Linked DNA regions of Mus musculus: all the other regions are linked to region 2. A link is a contact called in public HiChIP or PLAC-seq data. All regions are on one chromosome and are shown on one strand. The core of a region is the stretch at or near the end of the contact, and the rest is flanking DNA. Distances in the headings are between cores, read along the strand shown.

Evidence for each region. HiChIP or PLAC-seq counts read pairs in DNA pulled down with a chosen protein or histone mark.
Region 1: an H3K4me3 HiChIP or PLAC-seq map of bone marrow-derived macrophages shows a contact between it and region 2, with 2.8 times the contacts expected there. The contact joins the enhancer-like site here to the promoter of Gpatch2 in region 2. A contact is called at or near these places in 1 of 39 promoter capture datasets (the C10 cell line), 4 of 484 Hi-C or Micro-C datasets (CD4 T cells, CD8 T cells, myeloid progenitors and 1 more), 4 of 115 datasets of contacts at active chromatin or transcription factors (CD8 T cells, bone marrow-derived macrophages, memory CD8 T cells and 1 more) and 2 of 9 other capture datasets (adipose tissue and liver).
Region 3: an H3K27ac HiChIP or PLAC-seq map of embryonic stem cells shows a contact between it and region 2, with 9 read pairs. The contact joins the promoter of D1Pas1 here to the promoter of Gpatch2 in region 2. A contact is called at or near these places in 1 of 484 Hi-C or Micro-C datasets (embryonic stem cells) and 1 of 115 datasets of contacts at active chromatin or transcription factors (embryonic stem cells).

Annotation. Positions count from the first base shown.
Region 1 is chr1:187,347,368-187,350,067 of GRCm38.p6, reverse strand. It overlaps Gpatch2 (G patch domain containing 2), which reads right to left. Exons shown (of 10, transcript NM_026367.4): 10 at 1-1,711. The coding sequence ends at 1,491. Among named protein-coding and RNA genes, the nearest start is that of Gm51737, 75 kb to the right of the region's middle. Within about 2 kb of position 1,432, at least 56 of the 459 cell types and tissues checked have an H3K27ac peak or open chromatin away from gene starts, as enhancers often do. A contact at or near this core is called in CD8 T cells, bone marrow-derived macrophages, memory CD8 T cells and 1 more, where this site is marked.
Region 2 is chr1:187,214,232-187,216,961 of GRCm38.p6, reverse strand. It overlaps Gpatch2 (G patch domain containing 2), which reads right to left and starts at 1,451. Exons shown (of 10, transcript NM_026367.4): 1 at 1,286-1,451. The coding sequence starts at 1,338. It overlaps Spata17 (spermatogenesis associated 17), which reads left to right and starts at 1,516. Exons shown (of 10, transcript NM_028848.3): 1 at 1,516-1,792. The coding sequence starts at 1,677.
Region 3 is chr1:186,965,977-186,968,676 of GRCm38.p6, reverse strand. It overlaps D1Pas1 (DNA segment, Chr 1, Pasteur Institute 1), which reads right to left and starts at 1,261. Exons shown (of 1, transcript NM_033077.3): 1 at 1-1,261. The coding sequence starts at 801.

The DNA.
Region 1 (2,700 bases), core at 183-2,682, 130 kb before region 2:
GTTAGTCTCTTCGATCTTCCCTCCTACGTGAATATGGTAAGCGTTTAGAAAGACAGCTATTAAAAATGGCAGTTTACTAGTCACGAGCTTGTTCCAGCAGCAATGCTTTCCCCAACACAAGTGTTCCGTGAGGCACAAACGGGGTCCACTTGTGTCCTGGCCAGCCCACTTCTTACCACGGCCACTTCTCAGGAAAGACAGTTCCTAGAAGAAATGCAGATGTTTGCCAGACTACAGAGTCTGCATTTTTTATAGAGGACCATACGTGGAAAGGTCTGTTAACCTGCTGAAACCTTTTCTATTGCCTTAAATATTTTAATTTCTTTTTCAATTTACAAAATTGAAGTTCATACTGCTTTGTTCAAGCATACACTAGTATGGGTTCTCATAACCTTTTCTGAAGCAAAGGAGCCATTCTAAGTAATAATAATTAGGGTTTTTTAATGAACATTAGAATAAATCAGTATTTTCTGAACAAAGAACAACTTAGAATTTCTGACCTTATGGAGAGAACGACAGAATGGAATGGAAGGAACATAGTGTTTCGCTTAATTTTAAACTAAGTGTTTAGTATCAGAATGCCTGGTCCCTCTGTTCCTTCTGTACTTGGTAAGTGGGTTAGGCCAGTTAGCTCAGTTTTGGGAAAAGCTATTTATATCTTCAAACAAACTGACTCAGGAGTTTACTAATTTACTTCAGTGACTAAACCCTGAGCAGGCCACTCTTCTTCCTCTTGGAGCTGATCCTTAACCCCAGCCTTTGGGGAGAGGTAGACATATGGAGGGCAGGGTTTGCAGGTCAGTCAGGATGACTTTAAAAATACATTTTCTTTTAGCGATGACTTTACGTCCTAAATGAGGTAAGGTGTGTAAGCTCTGCACTGGAGTGATGCTGACAGTGCTCTCATGACGACGATGACGACAACGGCGTTAGCTCTTGCCAAACATCCCACTGTGAATTTATGCTACACTGCTGAAAACAGTTAACGGCATCCCAGTTACAAACCCTCATCAGAGCCAAAGCAAAGGGAAGTGAGCTCACTAAGCAAGCCTTCCCGGACATGCTTAGGACTCCCTGCATGTGGGAGAGGGAGCACGTGGGAGAGAGGAGGACCACACTACTTAGTGTCGGCATCATAAGAATGTGATCCTCAGACCCACTGGGTGTGCTCCACTGTGTCTGAGCATCACGTACACGCACGGATGGAGCAAGGCAGCAGAAAGAACTGACGTCTAGGATCACAATAAATAAGAGACCAACTATTCTTCATGTCTAGAAACTGCTGGAAACCGAGGAAACACGTGAAGGGTTGAGGTTCGTACTTGAGCACCGTGAGTTGTGATGGAATCCCATTTCTATCACTGGCGGGACGCTATGCAGCCTGGAAGCTAGCTGGAGGCAACGTCAGAGGTCGGCTTCAAACCAGTACACACTACGATCATGTTATAACAATGGGGCACAGCAACAGAAACCGCAGGTTCTCTCTCTGCTCAGGCAGGGTTTCCTGATGTGGGGGCAGGGCTGGTGGGGGAGCTTTTTGGTAGAGGAAATCCAAGTCCTAACCCTTTCGGCCTCTGAACGGCTTGAACTGGCTCCGCGATCCCTCTGCCATCTCGCCCGAGGCCTGACCCGGGTGTCCATCCCATACTCTGAAGCATGCGGTTCCCGATGTTGCTCTCTAGGATCGGCTGGGCGTTCTCACCCACAATTCCTGAAATGAGAACATGAAAACCCAGCAGTGAAGACCTACCCCGGGCTGAGCAGCCTGATCCCTGTTTCCTCACCCACCACACAGGCATCCTACAGAGTCCACTGCCTGCCGCACACAAAACCACAAGCTCGGAGAAGCTCATGTCTGCAAAGGCGGTCAGCAAACCAGGAAGCACTCTATACTTGGGTGGGTTTTCATTGATGTGTGGGCTGTGGTAAAAATACAACTTATCCTGCAATATCTCACATTTGCCCCAGACCCCGAATGTAATGAAACTGAACCAAACAAACCCAAAACATAACTGGCTGTACCCTGAATTCCTATAAATTTACAGTTATGCATGCACAACTTATCCATGTATGTGGGTGTGCGAGCCTCAGAGGTCTTCCTCTGGCATTCTCCATTTGACTTTGTGAGACAGCATCTTTGACTTAGCCTGGAGCTCAGTGGCCGTGTAGGCCCCAGGCCATGGAGACCCTGGACTCCTCTGTCTGTGCCCAGCCCAGGAATTACAATCCACTCTGTAGCACTGAGCGTTAACACGGGGGCTAGAGTTCTGAAGTCAGGCCCTCATGCTTATCTCCCCAACCCAGAATACAGTCTTGACTCTCTTCTCCTTTATATTCAGCCTGCCACTTTCTCCTTACAGGTCCGTGTTTTCATGGCTTTAGAAGCAGCTAACACAGGAACAACACAGAAGAACACTGAAGAGCTCATTACGGTCCCTCCTGAGACCTGAAGGACAAAGGTCTCTCTTTCTTCACAGACCCACACAATGCCTGTGGTGGCCCAGCTCAGTCCCTGGGTCTGGGGCGTCTCTGTTCTGGAGTGTGGACAGAGGCTAAAATGGCCACTTAACCCTCTCAATGGTCACTCATAAGATGGCACTCCTTACCTCAGCTCTGACAGCAGCCTTCCACATCCACTGAGGGTTTTCATCCCTGAACTGAGGACAGCGATAGCAACGTCCCTGGCTTGTACCCTTCTAC
Region 2 (2,730 bases), core at 202-2,701:
CAGACCAATCTACTGAACACTTCCGTTCCTTACCAGGCTCTGAACATTGAAGCATTAAGTACACTTTAGAGGAAACACCAGGATGTAGGGAAGTTCCTTTATCTTGTTTTCTGTGGTGGTTCCTACCACATGTACAACTGCCAAAGCTAAGAAAAACTAGTGCATTGTGACCTGCGTCTCTTGTTCCAAGCTGAGTGCAACAATTACAATTGCTCATTTAAAAAGCTTCTCCTGGGCTGGTGAGATGGCTCAGTGGGTTAGAGCACCCGACTGCTCTTCCGAAGGTCCAGAGTTCAAATCCCAGCAACCACATGGTGGCTCACAACCATCCGTAACAAGATCTGACTCCCTCTTCTGGTATCCCTGAAGACAGCTACAATGTACTTACATATAATAAATAAATAAATCTTTAAAAAAATAAAAATAAAAATAAAAAAAAAAAATAAAAAGCTTCTCCTAGTATTCTAACTGAAAATCGTGAGAACTTAAAAGCTACAAGAAAAACAACACTGGTTAGAAATGGTCTCTAGAGAGGAACCAAATAAGCCATCTGACCTAAGATATTCTTTTAACTTTTCAGTTATCGGTGATGCTAAACAATCAGACATCACAGCCCACTGGCAGGAACTTTAAAAATCACAGTTCTTGACTTACTGGTCAGATTTTTATGTTTCAAGATGGACCGCAAGACATCTACTTTCTTGTTACACTAACGTTTCTCTGAAAAGCGTTGGAACAAACGGGGGGTGGGGGTGGGGGTGGAGGTTGGGCGACCAGGGTTTTCAACTAGAAAATCCAAAACTGAGCTATCATCTCTGGTACTCAGGGGCACAGGACAACTTTGCCTCTTAAATTTTCTGTACCTGCGAGTCTCCTACAGCAGGGATGTCATTAAAGATCAAGTGTGATTTGCGAAAGCAGTTTGGAAACTTACAGCAGTGGACCAGGGTACCCTAAAGACAAATTCCAACCTGGGGCTACTGGAAAACGCCCCTTTCCCATAAACTAGGACAGAGCCTCCAGGGCGGTGGAAAACTTCTAGGCTTTACACGAACCGAGCTGCGCAGGGAGTACAAGAGCCTGGTGTCTCTGCTACTAAGAAACTTCTGGGACTGGGAATTTCTGTGATCTTGTCAACCACGGAATCTAGTACAATGTGGCCGGTTTGGCAGGGACAACGGGAACGCGGCCTGAAGAAACTTGGTGCACGGCCGTCTCTGACCCGGAGCCCCGCGAGCTGCTCGCCGGCTCGCTCGCCCCGTTCCCAACCGCCCGCCGGGCTCACCAGCTCTTCCCGGCGGCGGTTCCGATCGCTGGGCGCCCGTCGGCCCCAAACATCAACGACACCCGGGAGCGCGGCCTCGAGGCTCAGGCCCGAGGACCGACTCCAACTCCCGCAGCCCCGGCCAATTCCACACAGGACTTCAGCATTTTGAGAGCAACTTCCGGAAGCCGGCTGGAGGCGGAAACCGGAAACCGGAAGCGACCATTCGCTCACCTTAGCCTACCCTGACCCTTCCCATCAGCAGCTCGAAATTCCAGGAGAAAGGGGCGAGTCGACTCAAGTCTGGTCTCACGTGTACAAATCCGATTTCTCTGTCCAGTTGCTTGAAACTGAAACAGAGTGAAAGGAAAGGCCGATAAGTCGGAAGTGACCTTGGTTCAGCCCAGTTGCCATGGAGACTAATAGTAACAATTTTGGTGAACTCCAGGAGTTGAAGGACATGGCTACTTTAGCCAAGCTGCTGGCGCGGGCACCCTTTCTAGAAAGTCAGTACTACTTTAGGAACCGGTGAGTAGTGAAGAGAGGGGTCTCAGAAGATGTTTACTGTTAACAAATTACTTAATTCAGGAAATAATTCTAAATTCTTCTTCTCCCCATGGGGATTCAAACATGATCAGAAGTTTATATATATATATATATATAATCAATCACAAGTGGATTATATATACATTGACAAGTCATTAATAAGTTAATATTCTCTAAGGAAGATCCCAGAATAGAGAATTATTAAGGGCCGCCCTAAATGAAGTAAACCCCGACTGGGGAAACAGGCAGGAGGATGACTGTGAGTCCAGTCCAGCCTGGGCAACACAGAAAATTCAAGGCTGCCCTGGGCAACATTTGGGAGTCTTCCTCAAAATACTGTTTTGTTTTGTGGGGCTTTTTTTTTTTCGACATTTTAAAATAATCACTGAGAAATTTGGTTTGGTGAAACCTATTTTATACAATGTAGGTCTAGTGGCCTAATTAACGTTAACCAGGCTTACCCAGGTAGTTCCATGAATTCAGAATATCAATGTCCAAATGGGAATTTGAGCTTCACTTAATCTCACAAACATCACAGAATTCAATTCATCTGTGATTCATTTGTCCAAGTGAAGTTTCTATACCATTGTGACAAGATAATTGGTACAGTAAATGGGCAAGAGCTAAGGCAGCATTCTCACCCCCCACACCTAAACTTCCTCTCCATGAAAAGGGGACATTGAAACTAGAAGCAATGGCCCAGTGGTTTTCAAAACTTAGAAGGAATCACAAAAAGTACATTACAAAAAGTGTGATAAATTATAGCAGACCAGCAGTGACCAAGTCAGTGTGAGAAAGTCCTGATAAGCTATTCTTATCCTAACATACATCTCAACTATAGTTTTGCTATTTCATCGTGAACCTCTAGCAACTACAGTGATAATTCAATCTTGTAACTTTTGTGAGAAACTATGGATTTT
Region 3 (2,700 bases), core at 12-2,511, 250 kb after region 2:
GATTGGATACTGTTTGCGACGCCCATACTTTCCATTCTCCTTCATGGCCCTCAAAGCCTCACCTGGACCATCCGTATAGATCTGACTCAAGATAGGTAGAAGAAAAGCTGCTGTTTTTCCAGACCCCGTTTGGGCACAAGCCATCAAGTCTCTTTTCTCCTTGATAATAGGAATAGCATGCTTTTGCACAGGAGTTGGGCGTGTGTAACGAGTGAGCTCGATGTTTCCCATAATAATCTCTCCCATCTCGACATCGCTGAAACTTTCAATATGTGGAGGGCAGTTATTCCCTGTCGCCTCAACCGGGATGTCATCATATTTCTCAAAGTTAATCCCAGTGTTGCCTCCGGAAAAGAGTTCCTGTTCCAAGCGTTCGCTTGGTGGGAGCGGTTTCGACCAGTCATCCTCGTCTGCTTTGTCACACCAGCGACTGTTCCCGCCCCGCTCAAATTTGCCAAAGCCACTTCTACCTCCCCGGCTGCCAACACTCTCGTAGTCACTCCGCCCGCGCTCGTCAAACCTTCCCCTGGAGCCGCTTCCGCCGCGGTCACTGAAGAAACTGGACTTGGCTCTCGTGTCGCTGCGGGACCCGAAGCTGCTGTAGGCATCCTTGTCTTTACTCCACCGTGAGCCGTCTTTGTCGTAGAACGCCTTCGCGGCCTCCCGGTTCCGCAGGTGAGGGGGGATGTAGCGCCCTTTGCTGGCTGTGCTGCCCCCGCTCTGGCTGTCCCGAGACGTCAGGTCTAGGCCAGCCAACTGCTGGTCCAGCCCGAGCTCATCTTCCTCTGCCACATGACTCATCCCTGAAGAGTACGGAGAACTCTGGGGCTTGCCTCTGCTGAGCTATGGTTTCACCTCAGAGGTCCTCTGTGGGGTGAACGGCGCGTCCGTCCGTCCGTCTGTCCGTCCAGTGGCCGACCTGATTCCCCCAAAGCCCGCTCTGCCAGCGCCGCGGGCCTCCCGTCCCTCTCACGGCCTCTCTCCAAGCTAACGCTATGGCTTCTGCCCGCCGCAGCTCCTGCGCGCCGATTTCTAATCTCGCGAGACTTCCTGGTCAGGCCTAGCGCGCCATCGCCCGCGATGCGGTCACAGGGCCCGCCGCCCTGTCAGACTTACAGCGGCGGAACAGCACTCGGTTGAGTTCATAATGGAGTTAGATGTACACGGCAGCCCGGAGCCCCCGGAACGTCGATCAACCCGACCGCTGTCCTGTTTGGCTTGAACTTCACCTTCCCTCTAATCCGCGATTTCCTCCGTGCGTGCCTTGGAAGTCCTCAAGATCTCGCGAGAACTCTGCCCTCTAGCAGTGAGGCCTTGAAAGTTCCTGCAGGCCTCTTGGCTCTCCGCTGCTCACTATGGCGTTTGTTTTTTGTTGTGTTTTGGGGTTTGTCCTTCTGTCCTCTCCCGCGCTCCACCTTTTCCTGTCGTTTCCAAGCTGTGGGGGTTCTCCGGTTTAATTAGCTCTTGCTTTCTCCGAGGGCAGCCTTTCTGGAACCGGAGTTAGGCGGAAAGAGGCCCAAAACCAAGAGGGCAGCGGGTCACGTGGCCACAGGTGTCCCGTGGAGTGGCCATTTTGTGCAGTAGGAAACGGTTGCTTGAATACAGTGTTCGGAATGGGGGGCGGGGTAGGGGGAAGGGGCGGTTGGTGGCCAGGGTGGGGTCGGGGAGGTAAAGGGGAGTGGAGAATGTGTTTCCCTTAAGACCAAGTAAGGACAGAAAGCTCGAACCTGTTGACCAGGTGGAGGGGGCCACCCCACAATTGCCCAGACCCCGCTTGGAGGCCATGGAAAGGGCACTGATGACTGGTGGTAGCACTGGTTTCACAGAGTAAACGACACACGGAAACCAGCTGCCTTGCATCTCCTAGTGCCGGGTATTCAGAGCCCTTAACTCCACAGATCAAACCTGAGTGGAATTCACCCCAGATCCGCGACTTGACATGGACCCTGCTCCTGTAGCCAGCTCTTCTTCTCCCTGGTGTGCAGGTTGAGGGCTGCTGGAGGGGCTCCTGCTCTGCATAAACACCTTGGCCATCTTGCTTAGTATGGGCAAGGAGAGAGGGCTTGGGTGATTTGGGCCAAATAGTGTTTAAAGATGTGGCTTTGACCGTGGGTTCCCTTGGAAGTCTAAGGGATGGTGCGAAATGTGTGCTACTCGTTTTTGTGCAAGATATTTGTAATCTGGAAAGATGACTCGGCACTTAAGAGCACTGGCTGCTCTTGCAGAGGAGGGGACTTGGTTTCCCAGCACCCATATCTGGTGGCTCACAACTGCTGTTAACGTTAGTTCCAGGGGAATTTGATGCCCCCTTCTGGCACCCCAGCAGTCACATATAAAACCGCAAGCACATACATAGACACATAAAATTTTAAAGGGGTTTAATAACTGCAACAGAAAAGATCTTTACTGGTTTATTTCATAATAGATGTTGTACATCCTGCTTCTGCCATATATAAATGTTAATTGAAAATAGGGCTTGTCTCTCTCTCTCTCTCAGAAGCTTTAGAATCTAGGCAAAAATGACTGACCAATATGACACTATATATTGAATATGATGTATGGAGTACAGAAGAGAGTGGATGAAGGATGTTTGTTTTCATGGGTTCTTTTAGGATCTTTAACCCCACAATGGACAGCTGAAAAACGAAGTCAGTATACCCAGGAGAGCAGAGATCAGAAACTTAGACAAAAAGGTGATTC